Linked DNA regions of Zea mays: region 1 is linked to region 2. The links are chromatin contacts, called in public Hi-C maps. All regions are on one chromosome and are shown on one strand. Each heading gives the region's core, a stretch centred on a gene start, on an enhancer-like site or on the middle of the called end of the contact. The rest is flanking DNA. Distances are from core to core; before and after follow the strand shown. Region 1 has its middle 49 kb from the start of LOC103640852. Region 2 holds the start of LOC100191969.

Region 1 (6,188 bases), core at 889-3,388, 150 kb before region 2:
AAACAAGAGAGAAATAGAGATAGAAATGTGTTGCTAAAAAAGATGTATTGTTAGAAGAGAAATATGCACCGGAAAAGTGAGAATGACAACTATTTAGAGACAAAATTTAATCATATAACGTTAACTACTCTAGGACGGAGGGAGTACCTGATTTCATAACTAAAAACATTTGACAATAAAGAACTTGCATGGAACTGACCATAACACGAAACTTTTTATAATCCAGTTAGCAACTGCTTCTTTGCCACATAAGAGCACCAGGATATTTGCATCTTTGCGCAGCAATTAGTACACATCTTAGTTTTCAGATATGATAGCTGAACTTAACTGAAATTTCCATGGAGAATATTTGGTGCCCGAGTTTAACTAACAATTTATTCCATATAGCAATAAAAAATCATAGACTGCATGCATTTTTTGCTTGGGGCTTGAGGAATAATATACAGATGTCTGTGGTCCTCTGTTTCATAGAAATCTAGCAAATATTGAGGAGCTTGATATCAGAGATAACTCATTGTATGGACCCATTCCTGAAAGCAACGTCTAGCTTACGCTGCTATCTAAAGAGGAGTAGGATGCAAGATACTTACATGGTCGAGCTGAGACTCCAAATATAGTCTGCAGTCTTACTAAAAAAATCAAATACCATGAAGGTCCATCTGGCAATCTGAACTTCCTATGGAGTAGACGTTTCTGAAAATACCATATATCATATAATATTTGCACATAATGACATTATGATTTTGGCCAGTAGTATCTTAATGAACTCATATTATACGGCGTATGTAAGATTATACACAAAATCACTCCCAATAAGATAAGGATTCACAATCGTCTAAATTGAAGTGACTGATTAATGAAAAAGACAACATATAATAGAAGAAAGCTTACAAACACTCATCAAGCACCGAAAGTGGTAGCATAAACAGGGTAGAAATCGGCCAACCTTTGAGCCATCACATGACACATCATCGACGAGCCAACGCACCTCCGTTGGGCGCCAGGGGATGAGCAGTTCGACCGCCTCCCCGACGTCGACGATGGGGAATAGGCCCACGGTGGCAGCCTTCACGGTCCTCGCTTGGAAGGCATCAGAGTGGTCGGGGACCAAGGATGAGGAAGCGACGATGGGATCGAGGTCGACCGCGAGGAGGCTGTGGAGGTACGGGGCCCACTGCCACGTCGCCGAGGCGCCGAAGCCGTGTAGGAGGTGCACGGGGCACCGCGGGGGCGCCTAGACCTAGCGCCGCATGCGGGCGCCCCGGGTTCTGTCGTTGCCGCCGTGGGCATTGGGGGCGGGTGGGAGCACGAGGTACCCTATCGACCTCTGGTGTTGCGACGTGCAGAGGGGTGAGCGGCGAAGGCGGCCATCGCGCGGCGTTGGCGGTGTCTCAGGCGGGCTTGCGCGGTATGGCTGTTTGGTACAGGGCGGAGGGCGGGCGCTAGCAAGCTGAGGCTAGGGGGACGGGGGCGCGGGATGTCTGGGGGAGGGGCGCCAAATGCGCCGCCTATCTCGGCGAAGAGGAGAATGGACGGCGGCTATTGCGTGCGGGGCGATGGCGGTCGCAGCACCGAAGCCGCGCACGCGATTAGGATTGGCAGCACAGTGTCGAGAGACACGGGTGAGGATTTGGGGCGCGGACCCGGGGTCAACGGCGCGGAGGCTGCTTGCACGGGGATGGCGTGGGCGCCGGCGGCAGGCGGGGGAGGGGAGGGGAGTGGCGGCATCTACGTGATTGGAGGATATTTCGTGAAGGTGAAGCAGAGGTTTCGTGAGCGAGAAGGCCGGGGAAGGGGCTGACGTGGATTAGTCGGACGACTTGAAATGAGAGGTACATAGTGAGATATACGACCGTACTGGGATAAATTTAGGATAACGGCTGCAGACATTCTTATTGTTTAGACTGTCTCAAGCAGCGATTCTATTATATCCACTAACTCATCCCATAATTCAAATTTCACCACGTAAACAGCCTAATTTACTGTGTAAATCCTTAACACGTAGGACGTGGGGTGAGGCGATTCGGGGTGCCACACTGTCAGCAGGCAGCAGCGTGGAAGGCTAGCGTGGGAACGCCCGCGCGCCCGTTCTAGCGTGGGACAGGAGGGAGTTTGGGCTGACAGGCCGGGTGCGTGGGCCGCGGCAGGCCAGGCTTGCAGGACGAGAGAGTGTCTGCTGCCTGCTGGGCTAGCTGCGCGGCTAGCAGGCCAACCCAGTGAAACTGAGAGGTAACCTATTTCCTGTTTGAGCTATCTATATCTATGTCTATACTTCTATACTCCTATATAATCTACTAATTAAAACATCACTAAAATGAAAATAACAAATTACCCTAACTAAATCCACCATTAAGACCAATGTCCTCTCTCAATCAATAGCATCCCATAATCAGTATTTTTTTAGATCATCCCATGGTCAGTATTTTAATTTTTTGGATATCCGGTCGTACCTATCCACTGTCCCTTCCATTTTATCAACTCGACCTGGCATACAAAAGCAAGCAACCACTCAAGTTTTTTTAGACGTCCACATTTAACATGCTCGGAAAGATTAAAATGCAAAAACATGCACGAAATTTTTTCAGACCAACACACTCTCCTTTAAAATTACATTTTCAATTTTTTATGTATCCTGTATGTTGTCTACCCCAACTTGCTTGGAATAAGATCATAAGAAGACTCTATTGTTGTGTTTAATGCATCATGTATGTTGTAAAGAATCATGCCAATTGACAAATCACAATACCCATATCTACAAACAAGTCCCAAAATATACACAGGTAAAACAAAGCTATCTTCACATTCCTTCAAAGACTTGGCAGTTCTATTTGAAGTATTAGTTTTAGAAAGCTAAGAAATGAGCATGCAGATTTACTAGCTAAATGAGCGGCATAGGGGCTCCCACTTCCTTCGGAAGTAATCATTGAAACTTTAAAAACACCTTCAGTCGAGCTCATGAAGCGAGCGGTGCTTACAATCTCACCAGTACACAGTGAAGATTAGAGGACTAAGATTGTATCTTTCCTGCAAGGAAATTATCCTTCGGACAACGAAGTTTACATAAAAAGAATGCAAGCTAGGACAAGGCCTTACATGATCATAGGAGAATTATATAAACAAGGAGTTTGTTGTCCATTGCTGAAGTGTTTGTCTAGAGCCGAAGGCCAAGAACTAATGAAAGAGATACATGCAGGGGTATGCGGTGCTCATTGAAAGGGAAATAGGGTCAAACCTTTTGTAACACCCGGGTTTTAGGGGTCCAAAGCCGGGGCGTAAACATAATCACCAGGTGTGCTGGGACCAAGTCTCACACATATGATGAATCATGGCACAGGATCGAATGTCACATCTTTACTACATATCAGGAGTTCTATACAAAATAAGTAAATAATTACATTATAAGGAGACAACAGTCCAGCAACCCAAAGTTGACTGGGAGACGACGGCCTAGACCTCTCACGAACACATCGCAGCATCCTCCAAGCGCCTCATCCTGCGGTACCTGTTCTTGACCTGTGGGGGGGTGTGAGACAGCAAGAGTGAGCTCACATACGTTCATCGCTCAACAAGTTGTGGGGAATAATGTGTATGAACTCGCCAAAGGTGGGAGCTCATGTGAAGTGTAAGGCTTACCAAAGAGGATGGTTAGAGCTGAGCATTGCTTTTAAAGTTAGTCAAAATTTTATTAGCAGTTACTAAGTATAAGTAAATACAAACCCAATTAAGTAATAACAAAAGTAACAACATCACCTGCGGTGCAATGCATATGACAAATTGAATTTAGTTCCATAAGTTAATCATGTGAGTGTCCGAGCTGCTCTTGACCGTGAGCACGGCTAGTATACCAGTTTTACACTCTGCAGAGGTTGCACATCTTTACCCACAAGTCATGTTACCCATCTGCCAAGGGATCGCGACTTCCCATACACCTCTACCGAGGAGGCGAGGCAGGGTAACACTACGAGGCCTTTACAAAGTTCCACTAGCTTCAGAAAACCCGCTACAGTTTATAGGAAGCTCCAATGCAGGAATCCCTTGCAGGACCGCCATCGCAGCAAAATCCTCCCGAGGGCCTCCCTACACTGACCACCCCCCTACTGCCCTTGCCCCTTTCGGGTAAGGTAGTCTTCCACTAGCTTTCCTAATTAATCAGCCAAGGGGTCCCATTCCTCCCTTGTGGTAGCACTGTTTTCCCGGGTGGTTCTCCATGTTCCAATTAACATAATGATCTTATCATGAACAATGATAATAAACAGATAATAAAAGTGTGATCATGAATAATGTATCTTCATACCCAAAACCACATAAAGCACTAGCAAGTACTACCCAAAAAGTTCAGTGGTAATCAAGGTATAAAGATAGACAAACTAGGGTAGCCTATTGGGTCCCATCAAAATTAACCTATGCAGATCATTATGATTAATTAGAACATGAGTGGGTAAAAAGAAGTGATCAAGGGCACAACTTGCCTGGGACTTGAGATTCCAGGTACCAGGATGATCTTCAGGTAGCTCGTAACCTCGCGCTAGTCGTAGCAATACAAACAAGCATGGTATAGGCAAAATTAACATTATACCAAACATAAGAATACATTGCATAATAATAATCTACGCGCCATAACGAGATCGTAGAAACAAGAACCACTAAATTCGGAGCTACAGTTATTAAGTTATGAATTTTCGAAATTATTTAGTGCTTAGAATAGATTAATCCCAATGAACAATGTTAATTTAAGTTTCATGGCTAAATAGTGTTACTAGTTGATAGACAATATTAATACAAAATTATTGCAACTGGAATGACTCAATTTGGAGTTAAAATGAATTTAATATGAATTATACAAGTTTGTAGAATTGTTTTTGTATTAAAAATCAATTTCTATATTGTTTTTCTCAATTTCCTCGGTTACTGGACTGCGCGCGTAAATAAACCAAAAGCCAGGGGCATTAGCGCAAAATAACCCAGACTCAACTCACAGTTTATATAGGACGGCGGGTTATTTTCGTGAAAACAGAGGGGTTTCTTTGCAAGTTGCCACGGCGAAGGGTTACGGTGGATCCCTCGCCGCAGGATTAGAAATCAAGGGCCTCGATCAACTTCGTCGATTCAATGAAACAATGCTCATCCAGAACCGTCGATCGAGTGATCCACGACCGAGATTCTATGTGGACGAAGGGGTATACATAATCTAATCTAGACCGTTGCTTCTCAAATCTGCGGTCAATATCCTACCGCCATCGCGATCTAATCCTAGCCGCCAGATTATGATCCTACGGCACAGAAGCTGTCTTCTATCTTCCGCACAGCCACGGCGGCGCTAGACTTCTTCGCGGCGGAACGCCATGCCAGGGAAGACCCGATCAGCGTTTCGGCAACCCAACATTTGTACGAACACATGTGGAACAGAGAGGGGAGCAAGGCAAGCTGTATGGGATGTTTCCTCACCGAGGATCAGAGCGTCGTTGATGTTGCCCACGCGACGCAGCGGCATCGCGGCGGTGAACAGTCAACAGCGCCACGCGGCACCGCGACGGTGAGCAGGAGAACTGGACGAACGAGGGGGCGGAATCGAGCATGGATGGGTTCTACACGTGGAGCGGATTGAGGCGAACTCGGAGGAGGTTTGCTTACCGGTGAAAAATGGCTGGCGCCTGTTGACTATGGTGTGGGTACACCCGGCGGCGGACGAAGCGGACCACGGTGAGCAATCCGCCATGGACCCAAGCATCCATGCCCCCAAAATCCACCAGTAAGCACGAACCGTGACTTCACAAGCTTGCAACCTGACGGTGGCCGACTCTCTCTACGACGGAGCTCTCCTGGGCGGCGTGAAAACCTCAGATCCTGGTGGCTGGGTTGAGGAGCGGATGAGGCGGTCAGGTACCCACGATTTATACACCCAGATGCGCTACGATCGGGGGAATCGGTTAAAACGACAGCGCGATATCAGAGCCAAGGCGGAATCGGAAATCCCCAACCGAATCGCACGCGCACGTGGCGATTCGCGGATCTTGTTGCTAGCAGTGAGTCCGATTTGAGGAGGAAGACGGCTGACGATGTGGACCCACCGGTCAGTGGCTCGGGTAGGAGACACGCACACGCGTTGTGAAGAATGAGCGGCTGACGCGCGGAGAAAATTGGAAGATGGGCCGCGCGGGTGTTAAAGGATAGTGGGCCGAATGGAGGGA
Region 2 (5,932 bases), core at 2-2,501:
ATAGACCTGATTTTTTATACAAATAAAACAGGAAAATACTAGTTGGATTTTCTTATATAAAGGGTAGTTTGCAAACTTAAATCTTTCTTAAGATTCCAAGGGAAAATTAAGTTAATTTTTCCCAGCCCCAAAAATCCGGGAGAGAATTTCAGTTTTCAAAATAGTTGAAAATAGCCCCAAATACGGAATTCAAAAATACGATTGGAAAAATGTTTCAGCCGTTTTCGTTCCCACCACTTTTTTTAGAAATTTTTTTGTTCCTGTATTTTTTTTGTATTCAGCAGTTCATTTATATGGTCAATTAAAATATTATTTTGTATAATAAACTATATTATTTATAAAACTGTTTTGTATTTAAAACTGTATTTAAATATAGAGTGTAACATCGGTCAATACCGGATTTTCCGATGCCGTTTCCATCCCAAGGTGTACGGCAGATTCCCCGCGCACCGCGCACGCCACGGCCGAACCCGACTGGCGACGCGTCGCCCGTTGTTCGGTGGAGTGAGCCGGGGCCCGTGCTTGCCGTCCCGTGAGGCCCCTGCCCCTGCCCGTGACCGCCCCGCACCCCCCACAGCCGGGGGTCGCCGGTTTCCGCGACTCCAAATCCGCGTGCGCCGCCCGCCCTCTAAATCTGCCTCGCCGGCAGCCGGGCGGGGGCCACCACGTCACACCCAGCCTCTCCTCTCCGCCCGCGGCCCGCCCGCTTCTTCTTCCTCGCCATCCCTTCTTCTAGCGCGGAGGCGCAGATCCATCGGGCTTCGGGGGCTCGGTTCCATCCCTCTGCCAGCTGGTAAGGCCGCCCTGGCTGGGACTTCTCTCTGGTTGTATTGCTGCTACTACAAGCACTCGGGGTACTCAGATCTGTTTTCCGATCCCGGTCGCTTCACCTCGTCGCGCTTCCTGTCGTCTGCTGCGTGTTGTCGCAGTAATGCCAGACTGTTCTCACCAAAATCGCTCGGATCTCATGCTTACTAAGTTGTCTGGTCGTTTGCGTCCCTGTGCTCAGGCAGCTCCTCAGCTGCAGAGGTTGTGACGGTCGGACAAGGTTGCTGAATGCACTTCCTTTCTGTGCCAGGGATTGGATTGGAGCATCTTCCCAGCACCACCCACGCGGAAGCCATGACCATTCAGTTGCTCCGCTGACGACTCCTCTGACGACAGCACGGCTGCGCTGACCTGCAGGCCTCTCGCCCACGCTGCCCTGACAGGGTAAAGTCAGGGGGTGGCGTGTGTGGGTGGGGGGGGGGGACAATCAGGTGAATAATCATGGACAGAAGAGCTGGGGCGATCCTAGTGTTCCTGCTCGTCGTCCTGGTCTGGGATGTGGCGGCGGTCGCCGAGACCGAGCCTGGCAGCGTGCGGCTAGTACAGGAGGCGCCACATAGGAAGGTGGTGGAGGATGGGGCCAAGGCGGGGAGGGTGCCGGTGTCGACCGTCGCGTGGTCCACGCTTGCCATGGCCGCGGCGACGGGGTTGGGAGCGGTGCCCTTCTTTTTCATGGAGCTCGAAGCGCAGTGGGCTGGCCTTTGCAATGGGCTGGCGGCCGGGGTGATGCTGGCCGCCAGCTTTGACCTTGTGCAGGAAGGGCAGGTGTATGGCAGTGGGAGCTGGGTTGTGTTCGGAATTCTGAGTGGAGGTATATTTATTTGGCTTTGTAAGAAGGTGCGTAACAATTCTTCTTCATTTTTCTTTGATACTATTACTGACCATTCATATCAAGGAGTTTCATCATCTTGCAAATATCAAGCCACATTTCAGTGGATTTATACCCGAAGGAACTATTCGTGAATGTCATACAAGTTTGTTCAATAGTAGGATTTTGTATGGGGACCAATGCTATAATCATCTGATACACTTCCCAGTGATAAACAAAATCAAGGTTGCTAAACACTAGCTATCTTAGACCTTGTGAAAGGCCTATTCCTATATGTCTAGATATGTTAGCAGTTGCTAAACAAAACATATCATTGACATTTAAAAGGGCGCTAATGTCAAAATATTTGTCAGCATAGTGGTGCTAGCAATCATATAAAACCCACTTATATGGTCTTTCACCCAAAGATTTTTGTAGTTGTCAGAGTTGATGACAGTCACAGTTTTAGCAACCGCAAAACTTAAATGGGCATATTTGAGCACACTGCTCACATAATGTATGTGCACACACACTTCCCTCATATGTATGCTTACAACTTTACAAGGTAGTGTGCAGGATGCCTAAATAAAACTTAAAGTACATATTTCACTTTACACTTACATTTTAAGTGCGTTCATCATCATATCAAATTTAGCTGGTACTTATGTTTTCAGATTAATTGGGATAACCTGTTCTTCATTATTTTTTTATATTTATTTATCTTTCATAACATAACTTATATTATTTCCCTGTCTGCAGTTTCTTGAGCAATATGGAGAAGTAAGCATGTTAGATATAAAAGGGGCAGATGCAAGTAAAGTTATTCTTGTTGTTGGAATAATGACTCTTCATTCTTTTGGAGAAGGCTCTGGTGTGGGTGTTTCCTTTGCTGGCTCAAAAGGGTTCTCTCAGGGTCTTCTAGTTACTATAGCTATAGCAGTGCACAACATACCAGAAGGCTTAGCAGTAAGCATGGTTCTCGCGTCTAGAGGGGTGTCCCCCCAAAAGGCAATGATGTGGAGTATCATTACATCTTTACCACAGGTGCAGTTCTTAACTTCATTTTCTGAGTTGAAATATGAAATAATCTCATCAGTTTATTGTCTTTATTCTTGAAACATTATGAAAAGCGTACCAACTTTTGAGTTATCTTGATCTATTTGCAACTATGAAGGGACAAAAATCAACCTTTGTTTTGTGGAATTTTAAATTAACTATGTTGTTTTCTTTCTCCCGGTGTCTGTGACTCTATTTATTCATGTTCATGTGCTTGTTTGTGCAAACGAGTGATTCAGTGTAGAGTGTGGATAGACAGGATAACTTGTAAAGTGGTGTAAGATTAAGGCTGTAACTTTGCTGTGTATTGATGAACGTTGTCCTGTGAGGCTTTTATTAATTTATCTATATATTCAAATTACCAAACTGAATCATAGTGGTAGTTAATTTAGTAGCACTAACTGTAATATGATTGCAAGGTGCAATGGGTGTTTTCTTCAGCCTTCACAGCCACCTTCTAAGCAGTTTCCTATCCTTCCTGGTTCCTGCTAGTTGTGCATAAGCATTATCATGTACTAAATCTGTGATCCTATCTGCAGTTCAGTAGAGTTATTTCTCAGGTTGTGAATACATAATCCATCTCCCCATATGCAACGGCAGTCTAATTCAGTTTCAGTAGCGACATTATTTACTTCGTTTTTGTTTGCAAACCCAGCCAATTGTTGCTGTTCCTGCATTCCTCTGTGCCGATGCATTCCAGAAGGTGCTTCCCTTTTGTACTGGTTTCGCAGCAGGGTGCATGATATGGATTGTTATAGCGGAGGTTCTTCCTGACGCTTTTAAGGTGAGTACCCGAACCATATTCTAAGAAAAATGTGCATACATTTGTTTGAGGAAGCAGTTGACATTTTCTCTGTAATAACATACAGGAAGCAACTCCATCTCAAGTAGCTTCTGCTGGAACACTCGCTGTTGCTTTCATGGAAACATTAAGTACGGTGCTTCTGGGATTTACAGATGGCAACAAGTAAGTTTGCTACTAACATTTTTATGGTCTAAAAAGAGAGAACTCCCGCTGATGATAAAGATGTATTGTGCAGTGTGGAAGACGCATCAGGCTTCTTAGTATCACTTGTGTTTGGACTCGGTCCACTTATCGGTGGAATTATACTCGTCACATTCTCTCTTGGGTTCAGCATGCCGCACCCTCTTCTCACCGGTGTCGCATCCGGCATAGCTTTCCGTCTCGCGGCATGGAGACCTGTGCAGCTCCTAATGACCTCAAAAATGGGTCTCTTCACCACCCTCTTCCTCCTCATCGGAGGTTCCCTGGCCTACCACGCCGCCACATCAAGCATCCTCCGGTTGTTCAATCGCAAAAGGTCTTCCGTGAACGTGATCGCGTCATCCTCCGGCCTCTCTCTCAGTGCCCTCACAGTGCAGTCCCTTCTTGCCTGTGGCGCCGTATTCCTTCACGCATATGCTGAAGGGCTTGCGCTCGGTGTCGCGGCTCGCAAGGCCTATGGCCTCGGCCGCTACATGGTTCTCCCAGCCTCCCTCCACGGTCTTCCACGTGGCGCTGCCGCGGCGAGCTGCGTGTATGGTGCCACAGATAGCTGGCGTGGAGCCCTTGCCGCTGCCGCTTTGACAGGGCTCGCAGCGCCGAGCGCCGCCATCAGTGCAATCCTTGCGAAGATCGACTATGATGGGCTTGACTACTGGATGGTCATAGCGTGCGGGGCTCTGATCCCCAGCTTTGGCCGCGTCTTCAGGCGCTCACTGCGGTTGGACGTGCGGAAGAGCGTCGTTGGCCTGCTGGTAGGTGTTGCCTTCGCCTCCGTGTGCTTGATGTCGACTAGATTCATCTGTCTGCACACTCCTTACTGTAACTCGGCTCCAGAAGCCGTCACATAACTTTGTTGCTGCCCCGTGCTGTTGTAAAACACATGTAATACTAGTGTAATGGCGATACAAAAGGAGGATGTGGAAGGGTTACGTTGCGTCGAAGAGATCTCTTACGGCGATACAACAAAGGGAAATGGATGTTGAACAGAATTTGCCTTTTTCTTGCTGTCACTTGTGTAAAATTATTCCCAAACATTGCCTGAACGATAGCCCATTCAGCCGTTAACCTCAGTCCCATTTGATCATTTTCTCCTTTGAAAAAGGCTCGTTTTTTTCCCAGCTCCTGTCGCCAGACCGAACATATTTTGCACCTATATTTCTCCAGAAATTTTATTGAACCAACGACAATCGTCAGCTTCCTTGTCGTATATACATGATGAACCAGTTTCTCTACAAGATTGGCAGGAACTGATTGCCTGCTGCATCGACAAACCATGCAAAGCTACGTTTCTGATAAACAATGCGAGTTACATACTAAACATCTTAGGCCTAATTTAGTGGATAGGGATCATAAGAGGATTCATGAGGAATCCCCTTGAATAATAATGGGATTTCTCGTACATAGATCTCATCGTGATCCATGTCTATCAATAGTGGCGGAGGACGAAATAATAATTAGGTATGGCTGAAGAAGGATAAAAAGGAAAAAATGATGCTACACATAGAACTCGAACTTGCAACCTATTGATTGCAAACAGTATACACTTACTACTACACCAAACATGATTTTTATGTATGGCTCCAGCCATAGTAGGTCATAATGAGTGTTCCGCCACTGTCTATCAAATTAGTCCGAAGACTACTTTAGGAAGGAGAGGAGTGAATTGAGGGGGTCTAAAATACCCTTCCCATTTAATTTTAAATAGAATGAGAAATTTTAGCCACCTCAATCATTTCCAATTTCTTTCCCAAACTTCCAATTTCTTTTCCAAACTGGCCCTAACAACTTGTTTACGAGAATTTCACAAAATAAAGGTGATCAAGTATTTGGTGATTAATTTGACACCTGTGTTGGTATCGAAGTGACTCGTTTTAGCCAAAATATAATTAGTTTTTAGACTAAATATACTTCCATTAATTAACCTATAATATTCATTCAAATGTAGACAGAATGAAAAAGAAGTCTAAAAGAAACTATATTTCGAGACGGAGGGAGTAGTAACAAAGGCACCTGTTAGAAAATAAACATAAAACAAGTTGTTTGCTTAGCTTTAATCTGAAACGTTTTCTATTGTTTCTACTATGTTTTATCTATATGGATTACAGTGAGAAGCTAGTACATGTTATATGTGTACCAAGTTTGAACATACGAGTGAATTTATGTTAACTTCTTTTTATAACATCTTGCCATCTCAAACTGTTAACTTCTTGAAATCAAATCCTACATCTTAATTC

The links. A called contact is a pair of places that touch in the nucleus more often than the background predicts.
Region 1: a Hi-C map of tassel shows a contact between it and region 2, with 2.3 times the contacts expected there. The contact joins the enhancer-like site here to the promoter of LOC100191969 in region 2. A contact is called at or near these places in 4 of 25 Hi-C or Micro-C datasets (ear, leaf and tassel).

What each region holds. Positions count from the first base shown.
Region 1 is chr10:10,902,546-10,908,733 of Zm-B73-REFERENCE-NAM-5.0, reverse strand. It overlaps the pseudogene LOC103642299. Among protein-coding and RNA genes, the nearest start is that of LOC103640852, 49 kb to the left of the region's middle. Within about 2 kb of position 2,138, at least 14 of the 20 cell types and tissues checked have an H3K27ac peak or open chromatin away from gene starts, as enhancers often do. A contact at or near this core is called in ear, leaf and tassel, where this site is marked.
Region 2 is chr10:10,750,011-10,755,942 of Zm-B73-REFERENCE-NAM-5.0, reverse strand. It overlaps LOC100191969, which reads left to right and starts at 1,251. Exons shown (of 5, transcript NM_001137393.1): 1 at 1,251-1,665; 2 at 2,396-2,680; 3 at 3,348-3,476; 4 at 3,562-3,659; 5 at 3,733-4,604. The coding sequence starts at 1,270. The coding sequence ends at 4,546.